2 separate regions of the Bombyx mori genome follow, and region 1 is linked to region 2. Evidence: chromatin contacts called from public Hi-C data. All regions are on one chromosome and are shown on one strand. Each heading gives the region's core, a stretch centred on a gene start, on an enhancer-like site or on the middle of the called end of the contact. The rest is flanking DNA. Distances are from core to core; before and after follow the strand shown.

What was found. A called contact is a pair of places that touch in the nucleus more often than the background predicts.
Region 1: a Hi-C map of whole pupa shows a contact between it and region 2, with 2.4 times the contacts expected there. The contact joins the enhancer-like site here to the promoter of LOC101743105 in region 2. A contact is called at or near these places in 2 of 7 Hi-C or Micro-C datasets (both in whole pupa).

Annotation. Positions count from the first base shown.
Region 1 is chr6:14,012,884-14,018,927 of ASM3026992v2, reverse strand. No RefSeq gene overlaps it. Among protein-coding and RNA genes, the nearest start is that of LOC105843008, 14 kb to the right of the region's middle. Within about 2 kb of position 4,452, at least 4 of the 8 cell types and tissues checked have open chromatin away from gene starts, as enhancers often do.
Region 2 is chr6:13,969,799-13,976,068 of ASM3026992v2, reverse strand. It overlaps LOC101743105, which reads right to left and starts at 3,666. Exons shown (of 1, transcript XM_004923508.5): 1 at 1,713-3,666. The coding sequence starts at 3,468. The coding sequence ends at 1,987.

The DNA of each region.
Region 1 (6,044 bases), core at 3,203-5,702, 42 kb before region 2:
CACTTTTGAAATTTGACGGCACACAAAAGTGCCGCGGAACAGTGGTTGAGAATCACTGCTCTAGATATTTTGTTAAACTAACTAGAATCGGTCAACCGGTATAAATTTTAACCGAATACACATTTTATCAAATAAAACAATCTACGAATAGTACCTGGAACAAAACAAATAGACAACCCAAGAAACTATAATCTAACATAGGGATCTCTAACAAATTTCGTATATAATGAAACAACAGTTTTGAAGACATGTAATCAGTCAAAGTTATGTGTTCGGAGTCGCTTCCCGGGTTATTTGCGTGTCTAGTGAAGGGAAACAGGTAAATTGGGTCAAAATATAAACTAAATTTAAATGATCTTTTACGGTATCCCTTTTTACGAAAATTGCGCGGACGGAGGCGTATGAAATTTTCCACACTTATAGAGAATATAGAGAAGAAGAGCACAATACTAATATTTTTTTTAAATAATGCATAAAAGATACATTAAATCAATAAAGAAAACATTACACACACTACATATCATATTGACGCACACACGCATGCATACTATTTATTGCAAACTTTTGTTCTTGACGTCTGTTGTCAAATTGGGAATAGATTAAATATTGTTAGTCTTTGTTAATATTTTTTATAGTGTAGCCTTGGCAAACTTTGTGATTATAGAAGTATAAAATACAATCATAATAGTGTACAAACTTATAATTCCAATTAATTATAGTCGAATTTAGACTACTGCGGGACCTCTAGTATTATTTATTATTGTACTTTTAAATATATTTTTTCTTTGCGTACAATAATGAAAATTTCCAGCATGTTATTCGTCATGCAAACATTATTTACGTCGATTTACAGTTGTGTTATTTTACGAATCCATTTCAGTTATAGTATAATATAGGTTTCATACTTCAGTGGTATAATAATACTATTTTTCAATTGTCAACTGACAAATAACTTAGCATACTTCACCTGATATTGGCTTGAATAAACTATAATTTCTCTTGTTCTTTACAACTTATTTTATATAGTTTCAAGAACTTATGCCCACGTATTTTTATCTTTCTGGTGCTTGAAGGATAAAAAGTAAGGAAAATGGGAAGCTATTTCACTACGCGAATAATATCTTACGGAACTCTAACCTGGCGAATTTCTAGACCTAGAAAGAGCATTGCTTTGATGAATCTACCAAAGTGACCCAATCAGAAGATCCGGCGAGAAACTCAGGGGGCTGTACGTACGTAATGTTCGGAATTTGTATATATAAGCAAACTCATTTTGGCGATGCGTTGGCGCGATTCAAACATCTGTCAAATACTTATTATGACAACTAACACTATACATATTTCAGCTGCTTTCAGACTACGCTATATTATAGTGCCATATAGTATAGCAGCCAATATTTAGCCAATAATATATATAGTACAGTACAGTGTGAACATGTCCATAACAATGTATGGTGTGCGATATTGTTGTGCTATGAGCTATATACTATATGCTATTATATTATAGCGTAGTCTGAAAGCGGCTTTAAAATTATTAAGCCAGCTACTACCTATAGGCCGTTAATTTTTCAAGACTGCTAGTAAAATCTTTTAATTATTAAAATGTACCACATAGCAAATGCGTTTATGCTCAATAAAATTATCTAAACTTCTATACTAATTTTATAAAGAGGAAAGATTTGTTTGTTTGTTTGTATTGAATAGGCTCCGAAACTACTGAACCGATTTGAAAAATTATTTCACTGTTTGGAAGCTACACTATTCCAGAGTGACATAGGCTACAATATTTTTTGAAAAAAATTAAGGGTATTTACTAAAATTCCAATGATGTGACCCAAGGTGTTAAAAAAATTACTAAAATATTCTTTACATCGCGTGCTCTGCTAAAACTATTGATGATAGAATAAAATAATGTAAGTACTACGACTTTGTAACACACACTATTAATTACAAAAACTGTCGCGGCAATATATGTCTAACTATGGTAGTTATGCCGCAATAAATATTCTAATATTTAAAAAAATAAAACATCGTCAAATATCGTTGAAATTTTTATTAAAGACCCGAGCGGAGTCGGATCGGGCCGCTAGTTTAAAAATAACCTTATTGGAATTTTTTCCAGTTACCAACTTTTTGTTTTATTATAATTCCATTTAAATCGTGCGTGCGTCGGATGATGGAATATTCTAACTGGGTCACAATGGACGTTATAAACAAACGAATAACGCAGATTAGACCAGGATTTTGTTAACTGAATTTATGATTAGGTAAACATTTTGTAGCTTCGATAATGGAGTAATAGTTGCACGCGCGAATACAGCCGTGTGCTTAGTGAGAGTTAACGTTATCGATAGCGTAAAAGTTAACTCTAATTAAAGTATGCAGTTGGAACAGCGCTCCTAGCAACATACGTAGGCAAACTTATAATTATTGATATTATACATACACGTTCAGGCTTTCTTCTGCGTAAATAAACAAAAGCACGCATGATTGACGAAAGATAAGTAACAAGAACTAACTTTTCGGACAAAAGATGCCGGGAAGCCCCTCCCCCAAATCGTTTGAAATTAACCTGGTTAATCCCGGCGAATATAAAGTTCACGTATCGATTCCGCTCCTAGCGAGTGTGCGCCAAAAATCTAGTTGGGAATTATAATGAGCTGGTTTTTTCGAACCGTTCTCAAGCCCTGCTTAAAACTTGTCAACCCAACTGACGTACTCAGACAAAATGACAGCACAGCACAGATAGCAAATTCGTTTTTCAGCAGCCGTTAACTAGCATTATTATTTTTGCAAAACATATTTTTGCTGTGGGTTTAACTTCCAAAACATTTATTGTGGTTTTCCTAAATGCCAAAATCCCATTAATCCTGGCATTAAACTACAAAAAAAACACAACCATAACAGTGCACTTCATACCTTCTTCATTCTTCCGCTAAGCAGTATTGGCATAATGTTTTATACGGAAATTTACGTTCTAGTGAACGTCTATTTTGTCTCTGGCTACATGAACGTCAACAATCATGCCATCAATCGGATACCTCCGTCGATATAAAACGACTATGAATAGAAATCGCTTATTAAAAATCTGGAATTTCCTTATTTCGTGACATTCTCGCATGTCGCATCCCGACTCGCGAACCTCCCGCCCATAAACAATGTTTTATTTCATGTGTCAAAAACGCCAGACGCCATCTTGCTTTTCCGGGTAAATAAATCTACAACGTTAATATTACAAACCGTCTCGTCCCGTGTGTATCGATTTGAGCTTTCCGTCTTGGTTATAGAGTTCAAAACATTCCGAAATTTGAATTTGAGCGGTAAATATATAAGAAAAAAAAACGGTAGGCTCCTCGTCTCCTTATTGATTGTGCCAGCTGGTGCTTTACTCGGTTTTTGATTCCATTTCATATTGCTACCCTTTATCTGAATTATTTAAGACGTACAAGCTTACAAAATTTTAGTAAAATATGTAGGTATTGATGAACTAACTGTAGTACTGTATTGTATTGTTTCGAAACCATGTTTTCAAACTTCAAAACCACATTACAGACCGCGGCTGCCAGTACCGTAGCAGTAGCGGTTCGGCTCGGCCTCTGGCTTTTCTTATTCTTATTTTATTTTTTTCGAACTTCCTTGGAACTTCCTTAAAGTATACCTGTAAGTACTACCAGTCTCTCCATCGAGTCATCTAAACGCTAAACGTTCAGTTACTTCCAAACGAATCTAAGCAAGCGTTGGATGCCCGATAATCAGAAAACGAATGAGATTAAATGCGGTTTAATATTTTCCTTTTATTGTGCTAGGTAAGTATATGAGACCACGGCACCTGATGCCAGGCGGCTCCCCACCTTGATACACACTGTCGTCCCACCTTGAGACGTCAGGTAAAAGTGTGTATTATATCATACAACGGCTATTCCACTCTAATGCAAAACCGCCTCGATAGAAAGAAACCAGTAGGTGCTGATGATGAAATAAACGAATCATTTTGCCTTTTATAATCATTCAGTTTTGGGAAGAAAATAGAAGGGGAATCCGTAACGCATTAAAGTGCTTCATTCTGATTTCAGATGTTTTTTTTTTCGTACCTAAGCTGATAGCCTTGAGAGGCTATTTCAGCGGAACCTTAACTTGTAGGTGAGCTCACGGGGCTCAAACCTAACGACGTTGCTAACACGAACCCTAGCAAGAGCCGTGCTTCGCAAAATCTACCATCGGGTCAGAAACGCGACCCACTGAGATGATCCGGCGAGAAACTCAGTGGGGTGTGTCTGAGGGTTAATTAACTCGTCAAGCCCTTCGTCGTTCGACGAGAACTGTGACCGGTTCTTGAGGTACCAAAAAGCACCGTTAGTGGATCGGGTGGAATCAGATTAAAGACAGCAATGGAATGCATAAAAACGGTTTTCGTTACGTATCTCAGACACCTCAGCACGCGGCGTCTTGGTGATCTCGTTATCGTCGACCTTCGAACAATACCGTCGGTACTGACCTATGATAAACCTACACAATCTATGCTTTTAGGTTAATTGTTAAAAATGACTGCTGATGAAATGCACCGTGTTAAATTCGCGTAAAGTATAATATACTGAATCTGACGAGCGGCGACTTAAAAGGGACAGAACGAAGTGGACGCGAGGTGCCGAAGACATATACCATAAAGTATTTTTTATTTGATTTTTGAAATTAATGAAATATGTCATGATACACTTGGCGTTAAGTATTGTCAGAGCCTATAGAGATCATAAGTGACCACACCTTGAGAAGCGGCTATTTTTTTTTATTGCTTAGATGGGTGGAAGAGCTCACAGCCCACCTGGTGTTAAGTGGTTACTGGAGCCCATGGACATCTACAACGTAAATGCGCCACCCGCCTTGAGATATAAGTTCTAAGGTCTCAGTATAGTAACAACGGCTACCCCACCCTTGAAACCGAAACGCATTACTGCTTCACGGCAGAAATAGGCGGGGTGGTGGTACCTACCCGTGAGAACTCACAAGAGGTCCTACTACCGGTAATTACGCAAATTATAATTTTGCGGGTTTGATTTTGTTACACGATGTTATTCCTTCACCGTGGAAGTCAATCGTGAACATTTGTTAAGTACGTATTTCATTAGAAAAATTGGTACCCGCCTGCGGGATTCGAACACCGGTGCATCGCTACACACAATTGCACCGGACGTCTTATTCTTTAGGCCACGACGACTTTTCATTTATAACCGCTGTCTCAAACTAACGCATTAATGCTTCGCGGCAGCAACAGGCAAGAGATACATAGGCGACGGTTAGTATTACATGTATACTTTTTGAATAGTTATCGATTTCATCGGTGTATCTGACTATGTGGTTATACAACCGTATTTTCATTCCACCCCGGACTTTGACCGTGCGTCTCAAAGTTAAAAAGCCCCGCATGGTTTCCGCCCCACGCCGTCTGCTCGTGATAGGTGTAAAGTGCAAAGCAATTAAATCCTAATTGCATTATGAATGTATTGGCCATCCACTATCAGCTGTTTGTCTGCCGCATAATTATCGCGTCTGAGTTTATATTTATACTGATTTATGAACGGACAAATAATTCATCGTGAATATTCTAAATTATGGCCGGGTCGCTTGCGAGGTACTTGATCGATGGGCTGGGATGGTGGGAATTTTTCAATGTTTTTACTGGTGGTAGGACCTCTTGTGAGTCCGCACGGATAGGTACCACCGCCCCACCTATTTCTGCCGTGAAGCAGTAATGCGTTTCGGTTTGAAGGGTGGGGCATCCGTTGTAACTATACTCAGACCTTAGAACTATATCTCAAGGTGTGTGGCGCATTTACGTTGTAGATGTCTATGGGCTCCAGCAACCACTTAACATCAGGTGGGTTGTGAGCTCGTCCACACACCTAAGCAATAAAAAAATAATGTCTAAAAAATCTTGGACATCTTCTAGAGTCTAAAGGGTAAATGCCATTTTATTCAACAAATTGGAACGCATTTTCTCCACGAGGCAGAAGTAGGTAAGGTTGTGGTACCTAACTCCTTCGGGCTCA
Region 2 (6,270 bases), core at 2,417-4,916:
CTCCTCTCTCTTTCTCATATCGTCATTCACATACTCCATCCATGTCTTCTTCGGTCGATCTCTTCCTCCTGTACCTTGCACACCATTTCCATACATCTCCTAATCACATCCGCTCAATACCATCTTCCTGTTGTAAAATAAATATTTTTATACAGAACCAACAAAACATTATTTATGGTAAAAAAAACCTTAGGCTTTATAATAGTGATTTAGGAAAGGATGTTCAAATAAAGCGGTAGGCGACCTCACGGACACATCGTACAGCGCACGAAGTAAAATACAATAAAATTACATCAAATTATCACAAATCCAACTTTATTTAATTGGATAAAGTCCTGACACGCTGAACCCCTAATATTTTCTAAGGAGATACGTATAGGCAGTCATGTTTACGAATGAGTCTCACGATCAAGAACTGTCTTCGTGTAACAAAAACCAAACTAGCAGGAAATCTATATCTATACTAATATTATAAAGAGGAAAGATTTGTTTGTTTGTTTGTTTCGAATAGGCTCCGAAACTACTGGACCGATTTGAAAAATTCTTTTTCCATTAGAAGCCGACATTGTCCCTGATGAACATAGGCTACTTTTTTTTATTTATTTTTTTGGTTTCATGTGTGTTTTAATGTTTCCGAAGCGAAGTGAGGGCGGGTCGCTATAGTTATATAATTTTCGTAACGACTTGTGGTACGGTGTCCCGTGCGGGTAGATTCGACCCCTTTTTTTATAACTCAAACTTTTACGCTATCAAGAACGTTAAAAAACTCGCACTAAGCACACTGTAGAGAAATGCGTTTCGGTTTAAAGGGCGGCAGAATAACTATACTACATACAATACAATTGAGCTGAGACCACATGTGTCCACTGCGTGTGTGGGGCTCCAGTAACCACTAAATGGTAATACTGATGAACTCCTACATCCGTATATGCAATATATATATTTTTAAACACGTATACAACGTACTTACGCGGGCGTTTATGTCCTCTTAGACTTTCGGCGGGTTAAAATATTTTTAATTATGCTCTGAATTGACAAACCAACTCATAGGCCATTTTATGTTAAACAATCACAGTAATCACAGAGTGAATGCAGCCATTGCTTGCCGGGTGTTTTTGAAGTTTATACTTACTTATTTGATTAATGCACAATCAATAAAATAACCTTTATTATCTATGTGTGTGATAAAATGTAAATTACATAAAGATTTTTTTTCCATAATTAATCATTAGCATAATTCACGCTGCATCCGTGTGATAATAAAGCGAGTATTTTTGTACTGCAAAGAAAAGAACACCACCTTGAAGATCTGGGTAAATGAATATATAAATACAATTCCAGGTCGGACATTGTGATTCATTCTGTGTACCAAATAAAGCTGAAAATAACAGAAGGGAAATGAACCGAATTGAAAACAATTCATTCTAAATTTAAAATATTTATTTGTTTGAATGTTATGAAATGGATTAATCATTTTATCATTAAAATTATTGTTTGGAGTGTTAAAGTCATCAGTTGACGACCCTTGACTTTCTCTCGACTGGAATTTTCCATTTTATATTTGACACAAGTACTTAATTATCTCGACTAAGCCGTGCTCGTTATGAAACATATAAACTTGTAATTAATTAATACGACAAAGTCACAGTGCCTACGTGACGCTTAAAGGATGATGCTTAGGTAACCGAAGGATGCTTAAAAGAAAAACAGTGTTTTTATTTTAAATCCATCTTTATTACACGTCTTAATATAAAATAGTATACAAAGTAATTCAATGAAGTGCTTATAAAATAATCTACTTAGTAGTTACAATATGTCGTGTCGTTGCCTCGACCTATCGCTTGCGAGTCCCAAGCGCGTCGAGGTTACAACAAAAAGAGAGCAACAGACTTAGTTACGGCACGCGCCGACAGAGTGCTCACTAGTGCACTCTTCAGGTACTTGAGTGTCTATAATAAATAATCCCTACGCTGAAAAACAGTGGTTTCAGAGGGGAACATTCGGTGGTGTCTTGCACGGCTCCGGCGGCAGCGACCGTCGGTCTTCCGGCATTCTGGACTGGTAGTACGCGCAGTACGGCAGCGGGTCCCAAAACGCGAATAATGCTTCGCGCGTGTCCAAAACTGTATCCAGCAGCTTCCCGACGGCCGCCGCGTGTCCGCACCTGGTCTGCCCTTGACATAAGTACGGTAGAGACACTCCAACCCTCGCACCGATGGCTATAAGCTTATTCGAGTGCCCGTTCGATGGATTTTCTTCACGAACGAGCCTGAACGACACGTGCCCCGTCATGGGTCTGACTGGCGCAAGGAATGACACGAATCTTTGAACCCAAGCATCAGCTTCGTCATCTTTCTGTGGAACGAGACCTTTGCGGGCAGCATCCACGCGGCACGTCACATTATTGACCGCACGAGATTCCTTCAGAGTTGTGCACGTAACGATTTTTTCTCCTTTAGGCTCTCGGACAATGACCCAAGGCTTTTCAGCGCTGATTTCACGGGGGAATCTGAATTGTGTTTTCTCTTCGGGCATCACAAAACGTAAGCGATCACGAGCACCTCGGGCTCCGGCGCTGGCAATGAAGTGACGTCCCTCTTTAGAAGCTCCGCTGTCGTACCACGCGCGAACATCTTCGTCACTCGCTACGACCCAGAATTGCGGAGTGATCAGACCCGCAGCACGACTGACTCGCATTAATTCCAAAGGATCATCCAGTGTGACGACATCTCGAGCGCAAGGAACAAAACATTGACATCCCACCACTTCCATGTGTGGTTTTGCGAGAGCGTCATAATAGGCCGGTGTCGTTGAACTCACCGGCACGTAGAATACAACAGACTCTTGTTCCACTATCGCTTTTAATGCTCGAGCATAGGCAAGAGGATCAGCGGGATTAGGCCTCGGCACTGAATAGAATTTATGAACAGCTGCTGAGTATTTCAGTAGCGCAAACTGTCCTTCTATTTCGAAAGCCACTACTCTCGCACCGGCCGAATGGAAATTCCTCGCCAAATGTAAAGCTTGCACTGAACTGCCGCCACTGATGAGGACTGTCCGAGGCTTGTTATTCCCCTTCGAACTAATAACTCGAGCAATCATCTTAAGAACACTTATAGGGCACTGCACACATTTCCAGAATATAAACAGCGAAGCAGCAATCCACAGCGTCGGTAGTACCACTAATATTTGTTTCCAAGCCGGATGCGAGACAATGCTGAGGAGAGCGAAGACCGGGCGCAGCATTAGACGAGGTCCCCAGGTGAGGAGTCGAATCAGGTGCGGCACGGGCGGCGGTCGCTCGGGGCTAATGGCACGTTCTTCTGGTATAAGCGAAAACGTTGACGAGAAAGATCGCCTCAAAGCCGTGAAAGGTGGTGGCTGGTGAGAGCATCTCTTGCGCGGCGAAAAGACTAGCTCTGTGTTAGAACGCGCGAGGCGGGAAAACTCAGGCGCACAGGCCGGCATGGCGGAGTGACTGACGCGCGGCAGCGACGCTCGCGCATATAAACAGCCTCGTTATCAGAATAAAGCAGCGCCCCGCCGCTCAGCACTAACTCATCTTTGTACCCAATTAACAATTACCTAGTTAAAAATAAACAAAATATTACGGAATGATAGTAATCGTTTGTAAACAATTAAGGATAGTTAAGAAAAAGACTAAAACTAATGATAATAATTTATTTCTCCACAATTGGACTACGTGATAAACCACATACACATCTTCAACGTCGTAACATTCTATAATAAGATACCATAACGATTCAATAATAGAACAATTCAATATGTTTTTGCACACGTAATTATATTAATATCTATTAATAACTTCACTCTCTTATGACCAATTTTTCAGACAACACAATATGCAGACGCCTTGACAAATTAGTACTAAAGTATTTTCTTCGGTGTTCGCGATTTCTGGACATGGTAGGTATAAATTATTACTACTTTTACGCAAGAAAGAGGCATAGAAGTTGTTTTAATTACCTAAACACGACCGCCTCTAATTAGTTAGTGAACACGGTTGTGTTCTAGAATGATTTAAATAAATTAATAATTAAACTTTAATATTGCTATGATTTAAAATTTACTATACCTAGATAATATATCAAACCTAGAACCAGAGGTGGTCATATTTTTAACTGTAACTATAGTGAGACCTTAGAACTTATATCTCAAGTAACCACTTAACACCAGATGTGTTGTGAGCTCGTCCACCCATCTAAGCAATAAAAAAAACTTCGCATACGATCTGACAATTCAGTCAATTCAATTCAATTTCAATAAATGGCAGAAATAATAATTGTTCAAACAGCACAGACTTCGCTGCTAAATACATTTTTAATAGTTTTTTTTTTTTTATAAATGGACCTTCGGACCCGCTCGGAATTATTAGTTTGTCTCATATACTGTTATTGGGTGTCTCACATTATCTCCATAAAAAGATCTCTTTATAATCTTTTTAATTATTCGGAAACTCTGAATTTACAAAGGGTATTTGATTCTCTATGTTATGTCTCTTAGGTTCCAGAAATGGTCTATGTATTTATTGATTTAGCCAACCGCTAATTCATCCAGGTTCCGTTTCCGGATACTTCGCCATTAAGACGAGCAAACACTGAAGGCCCACATAGTAACTTGTTAAGCGGTTAGTTAAACCAGTTGACATGAAAACGTGATTCTCACCTACCACAAGCCATATTGGCATGGAAGTATTTAGTCGTAGATTGGTTTCCTAGATCTTCTCGATGCCTTCAATGAACACTACTCTAACTCCAAATTCTTAGGTTTACAGGAGGAGAGTTTAAACGAAAAAAGTTGATAAATATATCTGCAATAATAAAGATTTTATGGTTTTTTCTTGTGTAACTAGTTGATTTACTCTTGCTTCGAACCCCATTAACAATGAATTTGTAATACTTTTAAAATAGTGAAGCGATTTGCCTGAAAAACGAAAATTTCAAAATTTTGAGTTAGAGTAGTGTTCATTGAAGGCATCGTTCTGACCTTAGTACCCCTGGGTTGATTATCATACAATGGAAGAAATCTACCAAAAAGCTGAGTTACTAACAAACTATGTTTTCAAGATACAAATGCTCACTCTTGCCATTGTCAATCTCTATGTCAACTAACTAAATATATAAATAATACTTCACAGTAGTAATACAGCATTCATTTAACAAAACCACTATAACAATGACATTTAAAAAAGGTAGATTCAACAAATGTCATTGTGTAAAAAGAAAATTAATACTTGGAATAAATTTGTTAAGCACATAAGATTTCTTGTTCTATAGATTACACTTGAATTACTGTGTAGTTTCAAATAAAACTTGATGTATTTAAACAAAATTATAAACACTATTTTTAATTAAAAAAATAAATAACATTCAAGTCTTACTAACATAGTAAAATACAATATAATATTTACAAAAAAAAAAAAACTATTAGAATTGCAGCAATCACACTATAAACGGGAGATCTGTTTCTTTCAAATCAATCGAGCCATTCTTACACACTATATGCAACTCATTATGTGGTTCCTTTTCAAATCGAAACCTTTTTGGATGTGAATCATCCATGAATCTTCCAAGCTTCAATATTTTATCGTCAACAGTAATTTTTTCAGCTATCAGATTTGTTGCAGGCAAATTATTTATTATATCTGGAATGAGAAGTTCAACTTTGCCTTTTTCATGAATGAAGATACTGCTTTTTTCCATCAACTGTGATGCATGCATGTAGACCTCACCACTTTTCAGGCTGGCCTGGATATTCCCTGAGAATCCAGTTATGTGTAAGTTCCCTCGCTGGATGATGTCAATCAACACAGATCTATGTAAGTGGTCAAGACGAATGTTACCCATCAATGTTGTGAAATGTGAATTATCACTGTAACATGACTTTACAGCTATGGGCCCAGCATGTGTGCTGACAATGAAGGAATTAGCCATAACATTATGACACTTAATGCCAGAATTTAAGCCTGTTTTAAGTTCAATATTGCTTGCTTGTATTCGACCTTCAGTTGTGACTTCTCCTTCAACAGTTTCAATTTTAATATTCTGTGCTTTGATATCTTTCACGTTCACAGCTCCTTTCTGTGTTTTAACTATAAATTCATCGCCTTCTAGTTTTGAAAGGTGAACAGAAGCATTATCGGAAGTTGAAACCTGAACTTTTAGCTGGTAAGGTACCTGAATCAGACACACGTCGTTTTTATCTGAGGCGGTGTTCTTGTTTAACAATTCTAGCCGTTTGGAAGTCTGT